Linked DNA regions of Mus musculus: all the other regions are linked to region 5. The links are chromatin contacts, called in public Hi-C and HiChIP or PLAC-seq maps. All regions are on one chromosome and are shown on one strand. The core of a region is the stretch at or near the end of the contact, and the rest is flanking DNA. Distances in the headings are between cores, read along the strand shown.

Region 1 (4,754 bases), core at 39-2,538, 1.7 Mb after region 5:
TTCTCTTTATGTCTCCACAATGCGGACCAGAACCTCTCAGTGGGTTTATTACTCTGGCAGAAATACAGCTGACCCTCTCCACTTGTATTACCTTTCCTCCAGTTTCTATGGGGAGTCAAATTCCCTTTCAACTGATGATTTCCAAGCCAGGTTATTTTTGGAGGAAAAATGACAGCAATGGAGAACATTCCCAAACTCTGTCTTGCAGGGCTTTAGGAGTTCTTGTAACTTTCAAATTCAAATCGTCCAGTGTCCTTATGTTATAGAAAAGAGAACCGAGGCCCATTTTCCCACCGTCATGGGATCTGGAGCAGCTAAAGGTTAAGTCTTCCAAATTGCAGGTTCACGTTCTTGCTGCCGAATCAAGAACTTCATCTGCTGGAAATGCCTTCAGTTCTTAAAATATGTACTTTTAGTGAATCCACACGACAACAACACTGGCTTTCCCTTAACTTCGGGAATATTTTCAGGAAATTTCACTTAAGCTTAGTGCACCACTCAACAGTCATCATTTAAGACTGACTTGCCAATACAACCTAAAAAGTCAATTCCGGCCAGCTAAATCAGATTCCACATACTAGGCATTAGCAGTAAGCGCTAGCTGTGCCCTTTCTGTTCTGATATTTTGAAAACTATAGGTGGCTGAAGAAAAATTAACTGGAAATAAAATTTCAAAACAAGGTAACAAGCTATATTCTTCATTTACGGTTTCTATCAAGAGTTCATATTTTTAGACTGAAGCAACATTACATACAACCTGTAAATAACTCATAAATTGACATTCTATGAGCAGCCAAACTAAAATAAGCTTTAAACCACTTCCATTCCTTTTCCGTGGGCCCCCTCCCCTCCCCTCAATACCAACACGTTTACCCTACGAAAGCATGGCTACCACTAGCTGCACAGCCGCCTTCTCTGGGTTCAGAACCAAAGCCTGGTAGATGTCAACAAAACGAGCCTTCCCCATGGGGATCCGCACCGATTATGGGCGTCTAAGGGGTGTTCTTCGTACGATCTCACCAATCCTACAAGAACGAAGAGTCCCTGTAGCTCTTGACTTCGAGGATGAAGGCTTGGGCGGGAGAGTAATCAGGGTAGGGAATGGGAATAGGATACCAGAATTCGACTCTGTATGTGGAATATTAGAAAACCTCCAAAGTAGTGGGACCCTAGAGAGGAAGGCGAGGAGGTAAAGTCGGGTCCAGGCACTTGATCTGATCTCGGGAGGGAGGGCCAGCTAACTAAAGAAACTGATTCCCGGAAGAGAGCAACCTAGTGTCAGTTCCCCCTCCGGGGGTCCGAAACAGTCGCTTTTCCGGGGCTACCCGGGAATCCCGGTTCGGGAACACCGGATGTGGGGGGAGGGGGAAGAGGTTGGTAAGTAAGGGAGCAGGCGCCGTGGGGGTGGGGCGGAGCGGGTGGGGGCAGGGAGGGTGGGAAAGTGAGCTGAAGTCTGCCTAGGAGCCCAGCAGGCCGGGGCCGCCGGCGGGAGTCCGGGTAGCTGCCGTGCTGATGGGCCCGGTTCAGACTTCCCGGGCTAGGCCGAAAGTCGGGCGAGGGGAGGCCGCTGCCACTCCCCTCGCCCTCTTCTCCCTCCCAGGCCCCAAGTCACCCGGGAATCAAAAAATGGGTCTAGTTACCAGAGAACAGAAACTTTACCGAACCGATGACAATGTCTCCGACTCCCGCGTGCTGCCACGTCTTTCTCTTTTCTTAGCTGCGGTCGCCCGCCGTCCTCACAGCAGCCGAACAAGCAGAAACCCAGGACTGCCAGCGTCAAAGATGGCGCCCGGCTACAGGCTCGCCTTTAAGGCTGGGCCAGTGAAAGTGCCAGCACGACGCAAAGCGCAGGCATTCTGGGAGTTGTAGTTTCCTCTATGAGGCCAGCCTTAAAATGGCTTCTTGGGTCATAGGGTCACGTGTCACGGAGGCACGGGGACCGGAATTTCTTTCTGTGGACCCGGATGCCTATCAGAAAATTATTCTTCACGAAAGTTTTGTTTTGTTGTAAAATCAAGGAGAGAAGCAAGAAACCTGTCTACCAGATACCAAACATTCAATTTATGTTAACCAGAGTGTGTATAATGAGCCTTCCAAACCTGATAGACATTTAATTAAAAATTAGCTCCGAACTAACTGACCTGTTGTGGCAGCACTTAAGAAGCAGAGGCAAGCAAGTCTCTGTGAGTTTGAGAACACCCAGATCTATATAGTGAGTTCCAAAACAGCCAGGACTATTTAGAGAGTCCTGTATCACAAAACAAAACAAAAACAAAAACAAAAACAAAAACAAAAACTACTTTTCTCTTGCAAAGTTGAAGGACTTCCATAGCAGAAGTTCTGCTCTGGATGCTTTCCTTTACTTAATCACATTTATCTGTTTGTTTGTTTTGGCTTTTGAGACAGATATACTATGAACTCCTAACCTGGAACTTGCTCTGTAGACCAGGCTAGCCTCCAATCTTTAGCAATTCTTCCTCTCCTTGAGTGCTAGTGCCACAGGCATCTGCTACCATGCCTGGCTAGTTTTGTCTGTCTTTCTTTCTTTCTTTCTTTCTTCCTTTCTTTCTTTCTTTCTTTCTTTCTTTCTTTCTTTCTTTCTCTCCTTCCTTCCTTCTTTCTTTCTCTCCTTCCTTCTTTCTTTCTTTTTTTCTTTCTTTCTTTTTTAAGGTTTATTTATTTTATATGAGTACACTGAAGCTGTCTTCAGACACACCAGAAGAGGGCATCAGATCCTATTACAGATGGTTGTGAGCCACCATGTGGTTGCTGGGAATTGAACTCAGGACCTCTGGAAGAGCAGTCAGTGCTCTTAACCACTGAGCCTTCTCTCCAGCCCATTTGTTTGTTTTCTTAAAACAACGTGTGTTAGAAAAATAATCCATGTTTGATAAGAAAGTTACAAGATCGTGCAGTATGTAAAGCACTTTCCATGTATGCCTCAATTCCATCCCCAAAACCCATAAAGTTGTCCTCTGACATTTAAAAGTATACTGTGACAGGAACACCCATCAGACAACAATCTTTTTTTTGTTTTGTTTTTGTTTTTGTTTTCTTCAAGACAGGGTTTCTCTGTGTGGCCCTGGCTGTCCTGGAAGTCACTTTGTAGACCAGGTTGGCCTTGAATTCAGAAATCTGCCTGCCTCTGCCTCCTGAATGCTGGGATTAAAGGCGTGTGCCATCACTGCCCGGCGACAACAATCACTTTTAAAAAATGAAAATAAAATTGTAAGTTCAATCGCCAAGTTGGGGGTGTCAGGAAGTTATGAAGAGCAGTGGGGAAGGAGGAATTTACGAAGGTTGAGAGACAAGAAGGAAAAAAATATGAGCAACTACCTCTCATTATTCACGTTATTTTGTACTTTTTCTTTAATATGAAGACAGACAGAAACACACACACACACACACACACACACACACACACACACGCTCGCGCACATAGTTTTTGGGAAAGAAATGGCCTCTGGGCCTGGTATAGTAGTATACACCCCTGATTCCAGCTCTTATGCCACAATAACATAAGATCACCACAGGCTAATCAAGACTATGTAATAAAATCCACAACAAAACATTCGAGGCGTGGTGGCGAGCACCATTAGTCCCAGCACTGAGAAGGCAGAGGCAGGTGGATCTCTGAGTTCAAGGCCTGCCTGGTTACAGAGAGAGTTCCAGGACAGCCAGGGCTACACAAAGAAACCTTATCTGGAAAAACAAAACAAAAATGACATCTGACCTTGCAACTTTAAGTCATAATGACAAACCTATGCAGGGGTAGCCAGGGTGCTCTAAAAACCTTTGCTTTGTTTATTGTTTTTGCTATTACTGGGATTGGGGGGGGGGGAGGGCTTGCTTTTGTTGTATGTCGAGACAGTCTCACTCTATAGCTCAGGCTGGCTGTGAACCTCTTGTTCTGCCCCAGTTTCCCAGCTGCAGTCCTTCCAGGCCTGTGCAGCTGGCCCTCAGCTATATTTAGATAACTGTACTAGCTAGGCATTGGAGAATTCCAAAATAGGGTATGTTCCTTGTCCATATGGCAGTTTGGAGTTCTCCTGAAGATGTGGTAAGTATCTCTCAGGCAGTGAACACCAAGCATCAAGCCGTGGTTTACACGGAAGTGACACACTCAATTCTTATATGATCCAGATAGATGTGTGTGTGAGTGTGGGAAGACTATAACACCAGCATGCTTCAGTGAAAGGGACAGCTGTTATTCTTCGCTCCAGCCCATTTGTACCTAAAAGGGATGGAATGCAGGCCGAGTATTGGCATGTCTTCTGAAGTTTTTAACATGAGCAGGACAGAAAGAAAGAGAGTGGGGGGTGGGGAACGTTCACCAGAGATTTAGATTACTGGGGGTGCAGGGTGTACAAGTGTGGACCTGTGGAAGTTAGAGGACAATTTCAGGCATTATCCCTTAGATGCCATGGTCCCCTCTCACCATCTTTCACCATCCTGGAACTGCAGGCAGGCTAACAAGCCCCAGGACCCCACCTGCCGCAGTCTCACCAGTGCTGGGATTGTAACCCCACTGTGGGACTGTGAAAGGTAGCTTGGTCCCCCTGTTGAACTAAGGCTTGAAACCCTGGAGAACCTGGAGGGGTCATGTCCTCTACGTGTGGAGGGATTGGGGTATTGTGCTTCAGTGACTGATGGTCACAAATCTATAGGGGGCTGCTGTTAGTGACAGGGGCTTGGTGCCTGGGATCAGGTGAAACTTCTACTGTCCCTTCAGGGTCTCTGGAGTTGCAAGCCTT
Region 2 (4,796 bases), core at 357-2,856, 1.0 Mb after region 5:
TGCTGACAGGAACCTGATAGAGCTGTCTCCGGAGAGGCTCTGCCAGTGCCTGGCAAATACAGAAGTGGATGCTCACAGCCATCCATTGGACAGAGCACAGGGTCCCCAAGGAAGGAGCTAGAGAAAGGACTGAAGGAGCTGGAGGGGTTTGCAGTCCCAAAGGAGGAACAACAATATGAACTAACCAGTACCCCCAGAGCTCCCTGGGACTAAACCACAAATCAAAGAAAACACATGGTGGGACTTGTGTCTCTAGCTGTATATGTAGCAGAGAATGCCCTAGTCGGTCATTAACGGGAGGTAGGGCCTTGGTCCTGTGAAGGTTCTTTGCCCCAGTATAGGGGAATGCCAGGGCCAGGAAGCGGGAGTGGGTGGACTAGTGAGCAGAGGGAGGGAGAGAGGATAGGGGATTTTCGGAGAGGAAACTAGGAAAGGTAAATAAAGAAAATAGCTAATTAAAAAAAACGAAACAGGAGTTGTTTGTGGTCTTGACCAGTACAGTAAAAGAATACTGAAAGTAATACTTTGGACCTAAACAAACTTTTTTCCTAGCAGAAATGTATGAAGGAGGAGACTAAACTTGGATATGCAGCAACTGACAGCATTATTAAACGTTTCAAATATCTTTGACACATGTCGTGCCTGTCATTAGGTAGAGGTTCCTAATCCACAAAGACCTTTCTTGAGTAGGACAAGACAGGCATTGTTTTATCCAGATGTGTCATAATAAGAGTGGTGTCAAAATCTGGGGATGTACAAGCATCGTTGGGTGGTGTGCTAATTAAAGTTCATATTCGTGGTCCCGGTGAGGTAGAGGAGCAGGCTGTTTTGGAGGCAGGGGCAGATGACTGTGAATTTGAGGTCAGCCTAGTCTATACAGCAAGCTCCGGGTTAGCCAGGGCCGGCCACAGTGAGATTCTGTCATAATAATAATAATAATAATAATAATAATAATAATGAGATTCTGTCTCAATAATAATAACACAACATATTCGTGAAGAATATTTTTTTAATTTTTTAAATGCCCCAGGTCCGTATGAAGACCGCAAACAAGTATCTTTCACACACTAAAGCAGACAATTTGCAGCCCTAGAAATTATTTAAATCTTAAGTCACGCCAATGACACTCTCCAGGTCTCTCTCTACGACTCCTTTCCTTCAAAGTGCCTCACCCACCCCGCAAAGTGGAAGAGCAAATAAAAGATCAACCCCTTCACTTCGCTTTCAGTCTGTTAACTGTGGACTCCGTTTCACCACACTCCATTTTCCTCCACCCCGGGGTCGAAGCGCCACCCTTCCCCCACAGCCCCTTCCACGGCCCCGCGGCCCACGCCGCCCTCCGCGCCCCAGGCTCCTCCCGCCCGGTTCCTAGCTCCGAAGCCTCCGGACCTTCTGTCCGCTCCCCCGGCCCCCCGCGGGCCAGACCCCAACACCACACCTTACGGCCGCTCCATGAGTCGCTCCCCCTCCTAGCTGGGGGAGGGGTGGCAGCCGGAGACCCTAAGGCCTGCACTGCATTTTGAAACTGCGAGCAACGGCAGCACCACTTCCGGCCTCTCAAACCCAGCGTTCGCAAGAGCTTCCGGGGAGGCCGGGGGAACCATAGAGCGGACCCTGGAGGACTAGAGAGCTAGAAAGGCTGAAGAATCTACCATTGAGTACACACTAGTCCGGGAAGAGAGCCTCCGGACCTCCGAGGTCAGACAGAGATAGTTTTCTATTTTATTTTACTATTGAGTCAGGGATTCTCTGTGTAGCTCTAGCTGTCCTGGAATTCACTATGTAAACCAGACTGCCTCCCGAGTGCTGAGATTTAAGGCTTGCCACAGCATACCTTGCTTGCATAAAGAGGTTTTGAAAGAAAATAGAGGCTGGTCGTGGTGGCGCACGCTTTTGATCCCAGCACTTGGGAGGCAGAGGCAGGCGGATTTCTGAGTTCGAGGCCAGCCTGGTCTACAAAGTGAGTTCCAGGACAGCCAGAGCTATACAGAGAAACCCTGTCTCGATCGAAAAAAAGCGCCGCAAGACCGGGGGGGGGGGGGGGGGGGGTTAAGCGAAAACCCTGCCACAAGAAGCGAAAGTATGAGCTGGGACGGCCCGCTGCCAACACGAAGATTGGCCCTCGCCGCATACACACAGTCCAAATTCGAGGAGGCAATAAGAAGTACCGTGCCCTGAGATTGGATGTGGGGAACTTTTCCTGGGGCGCTGAGTGTTGTACTCGCAAAACAAGGATCATTGATGTTGTCTACAATGCATCCAACAACGAGCTTGTCCGCACCAAGACCCTAGTGAAGAACTGCATCGTGCTTATTGACAGCACGCTGTACCGACAGTGGTACGAGTCCCACTATGCACTGCCCCTGGGCCGCAAGAAGGGGGCCAAGCTGACTCCTGAGGAGGAAGAGATTTTAAACAAAAAACGATCAAAGAAAATTCAAAAGAAATATGAGGAAAGGAAAAAGAATGCCAAAATCAGCAGCCTCCTGGAGGAGCAGCTCCAGCAGGGCAAGCTTCTCGCCTGTATTGCCTCACGACCAGGCCAGTGTGGCAGAGCAGACGGCTATGTGCTCGAAGGCAAGGAGCTGGAGTTCTATCTGCGGAAGATCAAAGCCCGGAAAGGCAAATGAGCCTCATGCGTAGTGTAATAAAGGTGTCTGCTGTTCTATTAAAAAAAAAAAAAAAAAAAAAGACAACTTCCATATCCCATCTCTAGTCTTCTCATTTCCCTACAAGCTAACCCTTCCTGATCCTTTGACTACTTTTCTTTTTTTTGACATGTCAATGAGCCAGCTTACTCCCTGGTCGTTATTTTCTGGACAAGAATTTGTGTTAAGATGTGGATCCCAGAAAGAGATGTTTTTTGAGACAGGGTGTAGCCCTGGCTGTCTTGGAACTCACTTTGTAGACCAGGCTGGCCTTGAACTCAGAAATCTGCCTGCCTCTGCCTCCGGAGTGCTGGGATTATTAAAAGGCGTGCGCCACCACACCCGGCTACAGATGCATTCTTATACAAAGAAAATGGGACCTGATCTCCCGTACACACATTGTATGCTCCCTACTATATTTTGGTTGGGCGAATTATTTAGTTGGGCTTTTTGGAGGATCATACAAATTCATTATTTCCAATGTAAACATTACCCGTTTTGTTTTGTTCTGTTCTAGACAAGGTCTTACTATATAGCTCTGACTATCCTGGAACTCACTATGTAGACTAGGCTGACCTGGAAACTCAAGAGATCTGCCTGCTTCTGCGTGTCTGCTGCTAGGCATAAAATCTTATTGCCTCTGCTCCCAGCTCCTGTTTATAACCTTTCCCCACTGGAAGATCCAGAGTTCCTTGAAGGAGCTGAGGTGGTGATTCTCTTTCTGAAGTTGCGGACAATGAGCTTAAAGTCAGCAGAGTTTCCTCAGAAGAGAGGTAAGGGCACTTATAGGCAAATACCAGCCAACTATTCCCCTCTCTCCTTTTGCAACCACTTTTGTTTGCTTACATTGCTTTGGTTCTCTTCTGTTTTGGAGACAGGGTCAGTCACATTTTGCAGTCCTGATGGCCTGTAATGTATGATATAATGCAAGCTGTCTGGAATTAGAGTCAGTCCTCTGCCTGCCAAACTCTGGGAGTACAAGCATGACCCACCATGACTGACATAGCATCTTCCAGGCCCACAAGGGCTATATCATGAGACCCACTCTCAAAATAATTAGCCGGGCATGGTGGTGCAAGCCTTTAATCCCAGCACTCAGGAGGCAGAGGCAGGCAGATTTCTGAGTTCGAGGCCAGCCTGGTGTACAAAGTGAGTTCCAGGACAGCTAGAGCTCCTGTCTCGAAAAAGGCAATCTAGAGCAGTGGTTCTCAACCTTCCTAAAACTGTGACCCTTTAATATAGTTCCTCGTGCTGTGGTGCTCCCAAATATAAAACTATTTCATTGCTGCTTCATAACTGTAATTTTGCTACTGTTATAAATCATAATGCAAATATCTGATATGCAGGATATTTGATATGCAACCCCTGTTTTGACCCCCACTCAAAGGAGCTTAACCCACAAGTTGAGAAGCACTGATCTAAAGGCTTCCAAAAAATAAGACCTAAAGGTCACCCAGCTAGCTCAGCAGATAAAGGCACTCGCCTCAAGTCCAAGTTTCAAAACTTAAAAAAAAAAAAAGTAAGACCTGGAAACTAGTCTAGGAGCCTGATTATCCAGATAAAGAAAATGCCCAATTATGGATGAGTTGCCATTATCCTTGATGCAGGCCAAAGAGTTAGCCCTTTCCCTTTTATTTTTCTGGCAGAGGAAAAGGTTTATTGTAAATAAAGCATAGTCAGAGGTAGAGACATCTGGGAGAGGCCAGAGTGGGCGTGGCCGTGAGCTGGGCCACGCCCTTGAGGAGAGCAGGGAGGAGAGAGAGCCAGGAGACCAGGCGAGTAAAAGGTAGACTAAAAAGCTCCCTTTCCCTTTTTTATTTTTCAAAATATTTATCAGTGTAATTTTGTCTTCATCTAAAGCCTTAATGAGGAGGCTGGAGAGATAGTTCCGCGGTTACGAGCATCAGCTGCTCTTTTCAGAGAACCCAGGTTTGATTCCTAGCACTCACTCACATGGTGGCTCACACCTATCTGTAATTACCTATCCAATTCCAGGTAATCCTACAATCTTTTCTAGCCTCTGAGGGCACAGTACACAAGTGATCCACAGACATGCACATAGGCAAAAATGATAGTTATTTCTTTACTGATGGCAAAATGAGCCAATTCAAGCCAGATTAGATGATATTAAATGCAGGTCTATTAGGA
Region 3 (4,380 bases), core at 522-3,021, 1.0 Mb after region 5:
AGACGATCAAGTAGCAACTATTTTTTTTCTTCAGGGTATAGCTTCAAGACTTACTGCTCTCCAAATCCATTTGCCAGTGAGTCTCTCCAGGCAACTTTGTCTCGCATGCTTTGGGCCATCTCCTTTCCTCTTTGGGACAGTTTGCATTTTCACCCCTTTGCTCCCTGGTCTTACCTCTCAGCATAGGAACACATTTCTTTCTTGTCTTAAAAGAAAACCAAGCCAAGGGTGTTGGCTCAGCACTTAGGAGAAAGAGGCAGTACAATCATGAATTTGAAGCCAGCCTGGGCTACATATCAAGTTCAAATGGCAGCCTCAGCTACATGGGAAAACCTGTGCCAAACAACACTTCCATACCTGATCTTTCATGCTCCTTTGTATTCCTCCTCTAGTTGTTAAGCTTCTAGAACGAGTCTTTCACCATCAAGCCACCGGAACCTGATTTAGCTCTCACAGGCTTCTTTTTCTCTTCACTCACCTAGTGATGCCCATGAGGTTTCTATCTAACCGTTCCATTTCATCCTCGATGAAAACAAAACAATATTCTCCCTCAAATACTTTAGAATTGTGAACTCGACTTTTTGGGGGTGGGGGTTAAGATTGAATTTATTTTTAGATTCTGTATATGCTTGTGGGGGTGTGCACATGCATATGGATGCCTGCAGAGGCCAGGAGAAAAAGCAGCAGCTCTCCTGGAGTTACACACCACACCCGTTGGGGTGCTTCTGCCTCCCAGGTGCTGATTGAGGACCTGGCTTAGGGACTCCCCTTTTGTACTGCTTTTCTCCACCACAGGACTTCCTCTAGTTGTTCAAATCCTCATTCTACTAGACAGCTCTCCTCTTTGTGAGCTCTCCCCAGTTTCTACCTCTACCAACCTAGGAAGGCTTTAGCCCTTGTCTCCTGGAAAACTGCTCCGGTTTCTTACAGAGTTTCATGCAAATAAGGGGGCGGGATCAAAGGCCCCATGTGTTTTATAAAGACCTTTCTGACTTTGATAGACTGAAATGGTAGTATCTTAAATATTTCCTTGGGGCAAGGCAAGGGATGCTTAACAGATGTTTCCATAGAAGCCTTAGCTAGAGAGCAGAGGGCATGGGAGCTGAGACACCTTCTCCCACCAAGGCTTGAAGGGGTACTGAGGAAGAAGGCTGAATCCCAGTGTGACTGGCAAAGAAAGGAAGATAGCAAAGAACAAGTTCCTGGTTGAAGAAAGTGTACTTGGAGATCCGAGACCCTAGTTATTATGCAAACGGAGCTGGCCAGTACTGGGTAGAGCCCTTAGGAAAATGCTTGACACAGGTGCTTTAAGGGAGGTGCCCGGAGAAAATAACACAGTTTCAAAGTTTGCTTCCTACCTTAATAGGGTTGGAGGCTTCTCTACTTCTCCTCCCCACTCAGGTTGGAAGACCGCCCTTGAGCAAACGGGAGAGAAAAGTGCCAACACAGCCTCCCCCACGAAGGTGGTAGTTCTTTAGAGCATCCCTATCATGCATAATTATGAGAGGAAATTTTCGAACGGATAACTGAACGCCCAGCCCGTGTCGCTTCCAATAAGGTGATCTGGCTTGTTTCACCTGACCCAGAGCAAGGGGTTCCAGCCTGGAAAACGACGACAATCTGCCAGCGGGAAGTGGGATTGCTGGCCCCCGGGGTCTGCTCAGGACGCCGCACACGGTGCGGAGGCGGGAGCGGGAGGGGGAGGGGAGGGGGAGAGGAAGAGGGGAGGGAGGGGGCCCGTGTTCCCGCCGCCCCGCCCTCTGGCTCCCGCGACTAGGCGATTCGGCGTTGCGGCTGTTGCCGGCGGCCTGGGCCGCGGTCCTGGCAGGAGCCGGTGAGCCTCGCGCGCCGTGCAGTGCGCCGGCTGTCCGGGAGATGGCTTCTCCCCGCTCGCTCGCCGTTCGCGCTATTGTCTCACCCGGGGCTGCCTGACTGCGAGCTCGTGCACGCTCCCGGCAGACAGCACCGGGCCCGGGCCCGGCCCCCACGCCCGTCGCTTGCCCGTGTGTCTCCTGCTGCGGGGATCCCAGTGCCCGCGCGGTGCGAGCGAAGGGAGCAGGCGACACTGAACATCACGCGGGGGCTGGAGCCGCCTGGATCTTCCGAGCGAGCCGGGTCGGCGGAGCCCTAGACACCCAGCCACGACAGTCAGGGTGTCGCGGCAGAACCCGCGGCCAGCGCAGGTAGGAAGAGCACGCGGCGGGGAGGACGACCCCGGGGCTGCGGAGCGCCCTCTTAGTCGGGGCGACGTGGGCAGAGCTCCCGCCCCGAAGCGCCAGCGCCGGGGCCAACAATGGCAGGGCCGAGAGCCCAGCCGGGTCCTCCGAGCACTGCAGGTTGCTCGCCCCCGCCCCACGGCTCGCCCGCGACTCGCGGCCTCGCCGGGCTTGCACCCGCCTCCTCCTCCGGAACACACTTCCCGGGTGCAGCTGCAAGACGAGCTGGGACCAGGGGACCGCTTTGGAGTCGATTTGTTTATTAGTTTGTTTAAGAGCAAAACCTGTCCTGGAGTGGGGGGTGGTGGGAGTGGTGCCTTCCTGTGCAGCGGGAGTGAGAAGTCAGCGTCCAACCTCGGGACGGTACACATTTTCGGCCAGGCGGAGGGTAGGGTTGGCCTTATAAGGATACTGCAAAAGCAGAAGACTGAAAGCTTGCAGGAGAGACTAGGACCTTCAGGCCCGAGTCCCCGGCCCTCCGGGAAAGTGCTCCTCTCCTGGGCAGTACTTGCCCCTCATTTTTCAGTTTTACACAGCTGCAGCTTTGGTGCGATGATAGAAGCTGGAAGCCCCAGCAAAACTGCCAAGCTGGGGTGGGTGGGGTGAAAAGTCCAGGGGCTTGGCAGGCTTCTGGGGTGTGGAAAGAGGTTACCAAATGTATGAGGTTAGTGCATTCACCCTTGTTGTGCAGAGGTTGAAGTGTCTAAACTCTGCCATTGCTCCTTCAGGCTAACCTGGCCCTACATCTCACCTCCCTTTAGGTATCTTTGTGGTTTCCCAGTCCCAGCCCACCAGTCATATTTAGGGTGAAAGTCCTATTGTCTCTGGTTGCCCTGGTGTTTTTATTCAACTTGGTCAGAGAGTTCTGCAGCCTGGACTGATAGACCCTAGCAGGCCTTTGATTCCTTAGCGGCTGGCAAGCTACCTGGGCTACAGAAGTGGGCTGATACAGCCCCTCCTTTCTCTAAACTACCTGCTTGTCTGGGACATGGCCAAGCAGATGTAAGCAATTTGCACTGAATTCCAGCCCCAAACCAGCCCTGAATGAAAACTTACTCGATTTGCTCCCACTAGGCCTTGGAAAGAGATTCAGGAGAGAAATGGCAACCCTGACACACAAATAGCCTCCCTCTTTCCAGCTGCAGCTCCTGGAGCCCAGTCAGCGAGCCTGACGCTCCTTCAGAGCCTGGTAGTCCCATTCGGGGCTGTGTCCGTGGAAAAATTCAGTCGAGGCACATTTTATAGCCCTGCCTGACGGCCTGCAGTGTCTGAGGAGACGGTGGCTTTGAACAAGAGCCCTGGACCCAGACTGGGGCTGCTTCTCCTTTGGCTTTTGGGAAGCCCAAGGTTTGGCTCTTGTAGCTCAGAGCTTACTGCTGAGTGCATGGGTGTGTCTGTCTGAATCTGATCAAGCTCCCAGGCCTGGCCAGAAGGCAAGCCTATCCATTTTCCTTTCCACTGGAGCACTGGGTAAGGGAAGGGCAATTCGTTTATTTTGGGCTCTACACATTTTCATTTTTCTGGGGTGCTTCTTTGGCTTTGCCTGTTGGTCTGGAGCAATTTTTTTTCTTCCCCATGACCTAACTGTGCTCCTACAGAGGTTCTACACCTTGTAGCCCTGTAGGTCTCTTTGTGGTGCCCTGTCCCAGTATTTTAAAGGTGTTGTGTGTGTTGTAGGGAGCATTGGAGAGAAAAATGGAGGAGTCTCTGTTTCTTTGGGGATGGTGTAGCTAATCACAAACTTCAGTCCTCCAGGATGTACTCTTAGTCCACACCATGTGGAGTAGTAGCAAGGTGAACGTGAGGCACGGCTTTGAGTGAGTCCTGGCGAGACTTAGGTTCCAGACCTGTGAACGTGAATTTCATTTAGTTTTCATATCTGTAAAATGGGAGGGAAAGTATTGTGGCTCAGAGGATTGGTTTTTCGTTTTGTTTTGGTTTGTTTTGTTTTGGTTTTTGTTTTTCGAGACAGGGTTTCTCTGTGTAGCCCTGGCTATCCTGGAGCTCACTTTGTAGACCAGGCTGTCCTCAAACTCTGCCTGCCTTTGCCTCCCAAGTGCTGGGATTAAAGGTGTGCGCCACCAACACCCAGCTTCAGAGGATTGTTTTAAATACATTACCCAAATGCAATTATGTGTGCAAAGACGGTCAGAAAACTGCAGAG
Region 4 (4,445 bases), core at 844-3,343, 1.3 Mb before region 5:
GAAAGCACACTCTAGGAAGGAAGAACTGTAGTGGAGCTGTGATAGCCCTAGCATGTTACATTCTCTGACGTTCTCCACCCTCCCTGCCCTTTCCTATCCATACCCTAGGGCGCAGCGGAAGTAAATGACTTATGGAATGTTACCTGCAAAATAAGCCTTGCGTCCTGATATCAACTAGGGTGAGAGGGACTGGGACTCACTACTCAAACCCCGATGCCAAGGAGCTCAAGACAAAAGATTCTATTTAAAAAAAGGAAAAAAAGAAAAGAAAAGAAAAAAGAAAACCCGTGCACGGCTCCTGGCCTGACAGAGCCAATTCTCCAGTCCTCACTCCGCAGCTGCGGCTCAGTGTCCCTGAAGGGCTGCACGCCCAGGAGCGTCACCCGGAGCTACACTTCCCGAAAGCACGAAGCACTGTCGCTCTGCACCATCCCCGCGCCCGCGCAGCACCCCAGCCCCGCGTCCAGACTGCTCAATTACCGCTCACCCTATGACCTGTCCTATTCGTCCTCCCTGCTGTAGACCCAGTGTCGCCACCGGAGCACCGGGTACCAAAGCTGGCAGACAGACTGAAGTAGTCCGGGCTCCGGGGGTTGGGGCGAGTCACGTGGGGCGCTTGGCCCCGCCCACGCTGGCGTCAGCCCTCACCTGGAGGCACGCTGGACCAATGAAGCACCTGCAGGGCAGGGGGCGGGCTCCTGGGGTCTGGGAGGACCTGTGACAGCCTAAGGCTGTCAGCTCGCAAAGCAGCCGGCCCAGGGGAGCTTGGTGGCATTGTTGCCTGGAAACAAATGGAGCTGGAGGCGGGGTGAATTAAAAGCCTTCCCTTCCCCCCCCCCCTTCCCTTATTCTCGCGAGACCTGTTTGGCTGACATCTTGCGTGGGAGTGACTGGTGAAAAGTGAGGCTTAACGCCTTCGTTCCTGAATCTCCAGCTAGACTAGGTTCTGGGAGGTTGAGGTCGGCTTGTAAAGATGCCTTGCTGGCTACCAGAAGGCAAGAGCTAACTAACTACAACTTCTGGTCAGCATCCTTGGAGCCTATGGATCCGGGAGCCTCCCATTCACCAGACAGGTGACTCCAAAGCATGTTCCTTGATTTCCCCCTCCATCCCTGGACCCAGGCTACATTATCTGTGGTCATCTGGAAGAGCCAAGGAGGAGGAGAAGTGCACCCGCTCCTGGTGTGAGGGTACAGAGGGACAGATTCGCTGTAACTGATTCACAGTAGAGGCTGTTGCAGTGGGGTTTATATCTCCCAGAACTACTTTTCAAAGTCACTCCCCCTGCACACCATTGGTACCTGACAATGCTTGACAGTCCAGAGTGGGGAGGGGGACTTGTTTGCTGCTTTGGCTAAACGGTGGGGGAGGGACCCTAGAACTGTTTTCACTCCTTCCTTCTTGACCCGAGAGTCAAGTCATCTTCCACACAATCCAAATATGCGTTTCACACCCCCGCGGCGAGTTCCAGCGTGCTACGAACTGTCATTATTCGGCGTTTACTGCACACCTTTAGAACTATGGTCAAGGCAGTCTCGGGCTCCCGGGCTACAGAGTTGGAAACTGGCTAGCTATCTGGTCAGGTCTCCTCTCTGCCCGTCTGTCTTCTGTCTCTCGGCCACCGCGAGGACTGCGTTGCCATGATGAAGTGTCTTCCTACTGGGATACGAGGAATCGGACTGGAATCCTGATGACCAAGAGTGAGTCCTCTTGAGCCCTGCCACCAACCGCGGGAGTGAGGCGATCGCCCCAGGCACGGCTGCTGACCTCATACAGTCTTTCTGAGGTGGCAGATGGACGCTTTCAAGTTCGTCTCACGGGACTCCCCGCTCGTCCCGTCCACTTGGCCTCAATGAATCAGTTCGGCGCAGCCACGAACCCCGCCAGCGGCGTGACTGTTTGGTGGGTCCTTCTGACCTCTCTTGGCATTTGTTTACCTTCCCGACGATGAGTCGGCTCTGCCTGGTGTTTGGGAGGCTGCTTTCATCATTGGCGACCTCCCTGCAAGGTGACATTCTGCTCTGCTAGACTCGGGAACTCCTTCCCCGCCCTCCTCCCTGGAGCATAAATGCTGCCGACGCGAAGCTCGCCTCACCGGAGCGCTCGGGAGAGCCGGCCGACCCCCAACCCTCACCCGCGGCCGCCCTTGCCACTTTAAGAGCCCGCGCCGTTTTTGGAAGGACCGAGGCCGAGTCCCCCCCACCCCCCACCGAGGTGTCGCGAGAAGCGCCCCAGCGGCCACCTCTCGCGATGTTTGGAGGCGCCAAAGGCGGCCATTTTGGGGTCCCCCCCGCTGGTTACTCCGGCGCTGTCCCCCAGTCTGAGGCTGGGACCAAGGCTGGCCCCGCAGGAGGCCGGCCGGCCGACACTATGTGGCGGGTCCGCTGCAAGGCCAAGGGTGGCACCCACCTTTTGCAGGGTCTTTCCAGCCGGACCCGCTTACGGGAGCTGCAGGGCCAAATCGCCGCTATCACCGGCATCGCTCCCGGCAGTCAGCGAATCCTCGTTGGCTACCCGCCCGAGTGCCTGGATCTCAGCGACCGGGACATCACTCTTGGGGACCTGCCCATCCAGTCAGGTACGGGCACCGGCCGGGGCCGGGGAAGTCTTGGAGGACGTGGAGGGGAGAAGAGTGAAGCTAGTAAGGCAGAGTGCCGATGTGACAGCTAGGGGCTTCGAGGACCAGAACTCCGGGAAGGCCGGGGCAGGTGTCAAGTCCTTTACTTGTGATTTAGAGACAAGGCTGGAGTCTTGAAGTCCCCTGTTCCCCAAGCCTGCTTCCAGGTCATTTGTTTCCTCTGCTTTCCCAAAGGACAGCAGGACCCTTGTTCCCTGACGGGATGGTTCTTTTTCCCTATCCCGATCAGCAGGTCAGCGGTTGAGATACCAATTTTTCGTTTTCCCTGTGTGTTAATTTCTTTTTATCTTGTGTCTCATATATATATATATATATATATATATATATATATATATATATATATATATATATATACATACATACATACATACATACACACACACACACACACACACACACACTTGGACGTTGTGTTTATTGCTGTAGAATTAACCAACAGCAGTTACTTGTTCCCAGGTTTAGAACTTGAACGTCAGTGTTGACCATTCAAAGCTTTTTCCATTTTGTGGCAAGGCCCCTCGAATCGAGCTGTCAGATGGTATAGGCATGCGAAGTGCAAAGAACACCCCAGTGACCTACCTAGTCTGTGGAGAACATCTGAAAGATTTGGTTTTTAAGTTGAAATGCAGCGCGGAGCATTTTGTTCTGTTTGCCTCTTTCTGAAGACACTGAACTAAACACAAACAAACTTAGAGAGTTACTGGCCTCTTGTTTACAAAGTTGTGTTCTCCTTGGTAACCCGCTTTATACTTTTAACTCCTTTGCTTTCTAATTTTCTGAGTTGGCTAATAAACACCCAATCTATAATTTCTCTGCAGTTCTGGATTTGTTTTATTTTTGACAGGTGACATGCTGATTGTTGAAGAAGACCAAACCAGACCAAAAGCTTCACCTGCGTTTTCAAAATATGGTGCTCCTAGTTATGTCAGGGAAGCTCTGCCTGTGCTTACCAGAACCGCAGTCCCAGCAGACAACTCTTGCCTCTTTACCAGTGTGTACTATGTCGTGGAAGGAGGAGTCTTGAATCCAGCTTGTGCCCCTGAGATGAGACGCCTCATAGCACAAATTGTAGCAAGTGATCCAGTCTTGTATAGTGAGGCGATACTGGGAAAGACAAACGAAGACTACTGTGATTGGATCAGAAGGGATGATACGTGGGGGGGGGCAATCGAGATCTCAATCCTGTCTAAGTTTTACCAATGTGAAATATGTGTAGTAGATACACAGACAGTCAGAATTGATCGTTTTGGGGAAGATGCAGGATATACCAAAAGAGTTCTGCTTATCTACGATGGCATTCACTACGATCCGCTTCAGCGTAACTTCCCTGATCCAGATACCCCTCCTCTGACCATTTTCTCCTCAAATGATGATATTGTTCTTGTACAAGCACTGGAATTAGCTGATGAAGCTAGAAGAAAGAGACAGTTCACTGATGTAAACCGCTTCACCCTGAGATGCATGATCTGTCAGAAGGGCCTAACCGGACAAGCAGAAGCAAGGGACCATGCCAGGGAGACAGGCCATACCAACTTTGGAGAGGTGTGATCTATTCATAAGAGTGGGAGCCTACTACCTCACAGATCCAGAAGGCTCTGGGTTTTCCAATAAGCTATTCATAACCCTACAGAATAGAACACAATGCTTGGACCATCCTTTTATCCTAAACTAGTATGACTGACACTGAAATTCCTTGTTAAGATTAAAATCAGTGTGCAAGTTTACAGATGTGTGTCTACACTAGTGGCATGCCCTCTTTCTACTGGGGGTCGGAATAAGGTGGTTTTGGCCACTTGGGATGCTAACC
Region 5 (4,495 bases), core at 1,961-4,460:
CACTGAGCTACATTCCCTTTGGAGAACATTTATTTTGAGACAATGTTTCAACTACATTTCCTGCCTCGGGTTCCCAGGTAGTTGACCTTACAACTGTGTACGGCCACTCTAGACATAAACACTTATTTCTGAATGAAAATATCTTTGTCCTTTGGGAAATTTTGTTTTTTTCATTTTTAGGTTTGTTTAGACAAGTCTTGCTGTGTCACCCAGAGTGTCCTAGAACGCTCTCTGTAACTCAGGGTTACCTCAGCCTCGCAGTCCTTCTTCTGTCTGTGCCTCTGGGATTACAGGCATGCACCATCATGCCTAGCTTGCCCAAATTAGGTTTTGAGTTACTTTTGGTTGTTGTTTTGAAACAGGGACTTCCTATGTGGCCCTGGCTGTTCTGGAACTCATTAGGCAGAAGAGGCTGGCCTCCATTTGGCGGTACTCCTGCCTCTGCCTCCTGAGTGCTAGGACTACAGACATGTGCTACCATACTCAATTCCAAAGTTAGTTTTGAAAAATTGACAGCTTTTAGTCAGAGTGGTTTCACAGGCTTAGTTATCTTATGCTAAGGGGAGGGTTGGAGACACAGGAAGTAATGATTATCTTTCGGATAACAGGATTGCATTTATGCAGAGTGCTCAATTAATTTTACCAGGAGGTCAATGGAAGGGAAGAAGTGATAGGTAAAAAGAAATGACACCACTATTTACCAAGTGTCTACCTTGTACCATCCAGAAATCATGTCCTGCATTTAATCCGATGATATACATTATCATCGTTTGATAATATGTGTGAACTAAAAAGATCAGAGAAGTTAATCAGCTTATTGAAAGCAACACAACTAGCAAACATCAGGGAAAACCAGTAACTCAAACTCTGACCTGTCTGGCAACCTGTTAAAGAGAAGATGACAACTGATTTCTTCAGAGGTTTGTTCAGCAGTCACAATTTATTAATGGCCCTACACTCCTTGGGCTGCTAGTTCAATTATTTTCCCAGACCAAGTGTGACTTGTTTCCTTTAAGAATTATAGCTATGCAGTGCTGGAAAGATGGCTCAGTGGTTAAGAGTGCACATTGCTCTTCAGAGGACCTGAGCTGGGTTCTCAGCACTCACGGGGGTGGCTTACAACAGCTTCTAACTCCAGCTCCAGGGGATCTGGGATCTGATACTCTTCTCCTTCTTAGGTAGGTACTGGCCAGGACCCTTCCTTTTTGTTGATTATCTTCCATAATACTGGAAGGTGCTATGTAGGTTCCTGGGGGAAGTAACACCCAGATGTGAACTCCATGAGCCACAGTAACAACTGGCTTGGCAAGTACAATAGTGCCATGAAAATTATGGAAGCAACCAACTGTTTCCTGGTTGGGCTGAAATTCTACTCTACAGGATAACTGGCCAAGATCCAGCTGCTGGGGAGCTCATAGCTCATAAGTAATTCTACTATTATTGTGTTAAATGGACATAGCATCAGACTGCCCTGAAATAGTTATCACACCAATAGATTAGTGCAACTCTCAGTGCTCTCTAGAGAAGCTCCTTTTTGCCTTGGACGCCAGATAATACAGAGTCACATCTGGTCCAAGTGCAAAGAATCAATGTCTGTGAAGTGCTCAACCATAAGTTGAATATTTATAGCATGTCACCACCACCCAAGGTTCAGGGAACACTGAGGAGGAGGAGAAGGAGGTGGTGGAAGGATTTTTAAGAGCCAGAAGTCTGGGGTGACTGGACTCTTCTGGGCATGACCACTACACTCATGCATTTACAGAAGCCATGGTTGCCTGTTAAAGATCTGTACAAGAGCAAGCAGTTGACATTCCATTGTGAACAGAGCATAGACGCCCCGCCCCTAGCTGAAGAGCTATTGGCCTTTGATGGGTGCCAGAATGAGTCAGTTTTCTTTAGAGGTGGGTCCCTGACCACGATCTAGTGGACTAGTGGACTGTCTCACATCCAGGCATATATGGGCAATACTAACTGGACTCACTGGGTTAAGAAACAATGAAAAAGAGGGCACATAGGGGGATCTGGGAGGAGTCAGAAAGGTGAGGGAGGGGGACTATGTTTAAAATATATTGTATGCATGTATGAAATTATCAAAGAAAAAATTATATATATAGATATCTGTATCTATATATCTATATAGATATCTATAGCTATATATATATGAAACTGAGCTTGGTGTTAAAAGCCTGTAAATTCATCACTTGGGAGGTGGAGGAAACAGGATCAGGAGTTCAAAGTCAACCTCAGCTCGGACTTCATGAGACCTTGCTTCCAAACACAAATCACATTTGTAAGAACCAGCTTACGCTTAACATCCTCATAATGTTGATACTGAGACAGGGTTGCTGAGAGTCCAACCCCAAATTGAGTGGCACAGTCAATCCCATGAGAGCTTTAAGTACAGAAACTGTCTCAAAAAGCCTAAGTAAACAAACAACACACTCATTCGTTTAGTGGGGCAGGGAGACAAAATGGAACGCTCAATTGCCTCAGCTGCGAACACTTGTGAACCTTGGAATTGGGTGTTGATTTCTGCATCCCTTCTTTGGATGTTGCAAGTTTTGAAAATTAGGTTTTCACAGTGACTTTACAGGCAATGAATTGGGTGTTTCGGATTCTTAAGTAAAGTCACTTAGACTGGACGTGGTGGTGCACATCTGTAAATATCTGTAATCCCACCACTTGGGGCCAGGAGTTGAAGCAGAAGGATCTCCTATGAGTTCAGAACAGCTAGAGCTACGTGTTAAAATACTGTTTCTAAACCAAAAAAAAAAAAAAAAAGAAAGAAAAAGAAAAAAGAAAAGAAAGAAAGAAAGTTAAAGCTCTGGACCAAGCTAAGTTGGTAAGGGGGAAAGCTTTTCCCATTCTAGAGAGACCATTCGTCAATGATTCTGATCAAGTGGTGGTGGTAGCTCGCAATGTAAACCAGTGGGCGTCGTCCTCACACGTCAGCTCCGCCGCCACAGCCCTGGGCCCAGATTGCTACCCCGAGAGCCCTAAGCAGGACTTTGGGCCTGCGAGGAAGTACGAATGTCCGGCAGAGCAGGAGTCCCCGGAGCGAGTGCACGGGACGGACTAACAGGGTACGTACGGGAGCCCCGGGCCAGAAACAAAACACTGGCTTTGGGGCCCGGCCCCTCCCCCGGAAGTGACGCTCGCGCTGCTTCGGCGTCGAGGAAGGGCCCCGGCAGTGCCGGGGGGGGGGGGTTTGAGAGTGGCGGAGGCCGCGGAACGACGGGAGACGGCGGCCGTAGTGAAGAACGTCGAGCGCACGCACGGCGAGTGGCAGCTTAACTATAGCCACTTCGCCGTCCCGGCCGCGTGTGCGAGGGCGGGGCTCGAGACCTGCGGCAGCGGGAGATGCGGGCGGCTGCGGGCACGCGGCTGGCTCGGCTCGGCCGCCGCTTTCTCGGGCCCCGGCGCGGGGGTCGCCACTGTTCGCCGCGCGGTCTTTGAGGTCCGAGTGTGAGGAGCGGTGGGCGACAGAGTCTCGCACCGCGTTCAAGGCCGAGGAGTCCCGTGCCCTGCCTGGTGAGCAGCACGCCCACGCCCCGTCGGGGTCTCGCACCACCGCCCCTCAGCCAGGTTTCCGCGCGGGCCGGGCGGAGGTTGCGGGCGCGGCAGGAAGTGCACCGGGCGGAGGGAGGGGCGGAGCTTGGTGGCGGGAGGGTGGGACCTGGTGGGTGGGCGGGGCCCGCTGGCGCGCTCTCCTTGGGGGAGCAGCTCGGTGGAGCTCAGGTGCTCGCCGGAGCGCCCCCTCCGCCTTGCCCGCACCTCGGTGGGTCGTGAGAAGTCCCTTGGGCGGAAGGTGGCAGCGGTTTTTTGTTGCCTGGGTGGGGCAGAGGGGAACGGTTTTAACTTGCCGGAGTGGCAGGAAGTTGGAAAGTGAAAGTGCTTTCTTGGCTCGCCCACGGGCCGGAGGTCTGCGTCTCCCCGCACTTTGATCTCGGGGCGCGCGGCCTCACGCCGCATTCTTCCCTTCCCCAAGCTCGCTGTCCATCCGGCCACAGGTTTTTCTTTCTCTACTTTTCATCAGTCCTCCTCGCTTCCTGTACAGCTGTGGCAAGCTTTTCCTCGGAAAAGCATTGGAAACATCTTTGAGGGGAGGAGTTTTAACGGGCATCGGCAAGGAAATAAGGGGGAATTTGTTGGGTGAACTCAGAAGACACGGTTGGCATTTTCTCGAGCCCTTGCAATGTGAAGGTTAGGTCATTTAAGTAAGAGTCTTTCAGTAGAATGGCTGCCGTTCTAAGGTCAGAGCTCTTCTCTCTTCCCCCCCATGCACAGAACGTGGGGCTTCTGTATTTCCGGCTAGGAGTGGTGTTTTTAAAAGAGTATGATTCAACTTTTCCTTGTAGGAACTCTTTGTTCTTTGATCTTTGGTTTTATTTTAAAATGGAAACTGCTTACGTGGAGTTTGTTACATTTTTGGGGGGGAAATATTGTCTTAACTTTTGGGACACCATTATATATTTGAGGCAGGGGATGTACTCTT

The links. Hi-C and Micro-C count contacts between places; a contact is called where the count stands out from the background. HiChIP or PLAC-seq counts read pairs in DNA pulled down with a chosen protein or histone mark.
Region 1: a contact with region 5 is called in a Hi-C map of the G1E-ER4 cell line, with 4 times the contacts expected there. The contact joins the promoter of Zbed6 here to the promoter of Elk4 in region 5. A contact is called at or near these places in 2 of 39 promoter capture datasets (neutrophils and pre-B cells) and 1 of 484 Hi-C or Micro-C datasets (the G1E-ER4 cell line).
Region 2: a contact with region 5 is called in an H3K27ac HiChIP or PLAC-seq map of microglia, with 7 times the contacts expected there. The contact joins the promoter of Mdm4 here to the promoter of Elk4 in region 5. A contact is called at or near these places in 3 of 39 promoter capture datasets (the C10 cell line, erythroid cells and pre-B cells), 3 of 484 Hi-C or Micro-C datasets (B cells, the G1E-ER4 cell line and Th1 cells) and 3 of 115 datasets of contacts at active chromatin or transcription factors (the SCID.adh cell line, microglia and pancreatic cancer cells).
Region 3: a Hi-C map of B cells shows a contact between it and region 5, with 7 read pairs. The contact joins the promoter of Pik3c2b here to the promoter of Elk4 in region 5. A contact is called at or near these places in 2 of 39 promoter capture datasets (the C10 cell line and pre-B cells), 1 of 484 Hi-C or Micro-C datasets (B cells) and 2 of 115 datasets of contacts at active chromatin or transcription factors (the SCID.adh cell line and pancreatic cancer cells).
Region 4: a Hi-C map of muscle stem cells shows a contact between it and region 5, with 9 times the contacts expected there. The contact joins the promoter of Yod1 here to the promoter of Elk4 in region 5. A contact is called at or near these places in 3 of 484 Hi-C or Micro-C datasets (CD4 T cells, CD8 T cells and muscle stem cells) and 1 of 115 datasets of contacts at active chromatin or transcription factors (double positive thymocytes).

The regions. Positions count from the first base shown.
Region 1 is chr1:133,659,597-133,664,350 of GRCm38.p6, forward strand. It overlaps Zbed6 (zinc finger, BED type containing 6), which reads right to left and starts at 1,289. Exons shown (of 1, transcript NM_001166552.1): 1 at 1-1,289. The coding sequence starts at 1. Zc3h11a (zinc finger CCCH type containing 11A) reads right to left here and starts at 1,803. Exons shown (of 18, transcript NM_001276767.1): 1 at 1,641-1,803.
Region 2 is chr1:133,023,810-133,028,605 of GRCm38.p6, forward strand. It overlaps Mdm4 (transformed mouse 3T3 cell double minute 4), which reads right to left and starts at 1,607. Exons shown (of 11, transcript NM_001302801.1): 1 at 1,439-1,607. It overlaps Gm41953 (a long non-coding RNA gene), which reads left to right and starts at 2,924. Exons shown (of 3, transcript XR_878532.1): 1 at 2,924-3,421. It also overlaps the pseudogene Gm29257.
Region 3 is chr1:133,044,241-133,048,620 of GRCm38.p6, forward strand. It overlaps Pik3c2b (phosphatidylinositol-4-phosphate 3-kinase catalytic subunit type 2 beta), which reads left to right and starts at 1,772. Exons shown (of 33, transcript NM_001099276.2): 1 at 1,772-2,183.
Region 4 is chr1:130,715,234-130,719,678 of GRCm38.p6, forward strand. Yod1 (YOD1 deubiquitinase) reads left to right here and starts at 2,094. Exons shown (of 2, transcript NM_178691.4): 1 at 2,094-2,578; 2 at 3,483-4,445. The coding sequence starts at 2,251. The coding sequence ends at 4,186. It overlaps Pfkfb2 (6-phosphofructo-2-kinase/fructose-2,6-biphosphatase 2), which reads right to left and starts at 588. Exons shown (of 15, transcript NM_008825.4): 1 at 488-588.
Region 5 is chr1:132,004,410-132,008,904 of GRCm38.p6, forward strand. Elk4 (ELK4, member of ETS oncogene family) reads left to right here and starts at 3,211. Exons shown (of 5, transcript NM_007923.3): 1 at 3,211-3,531.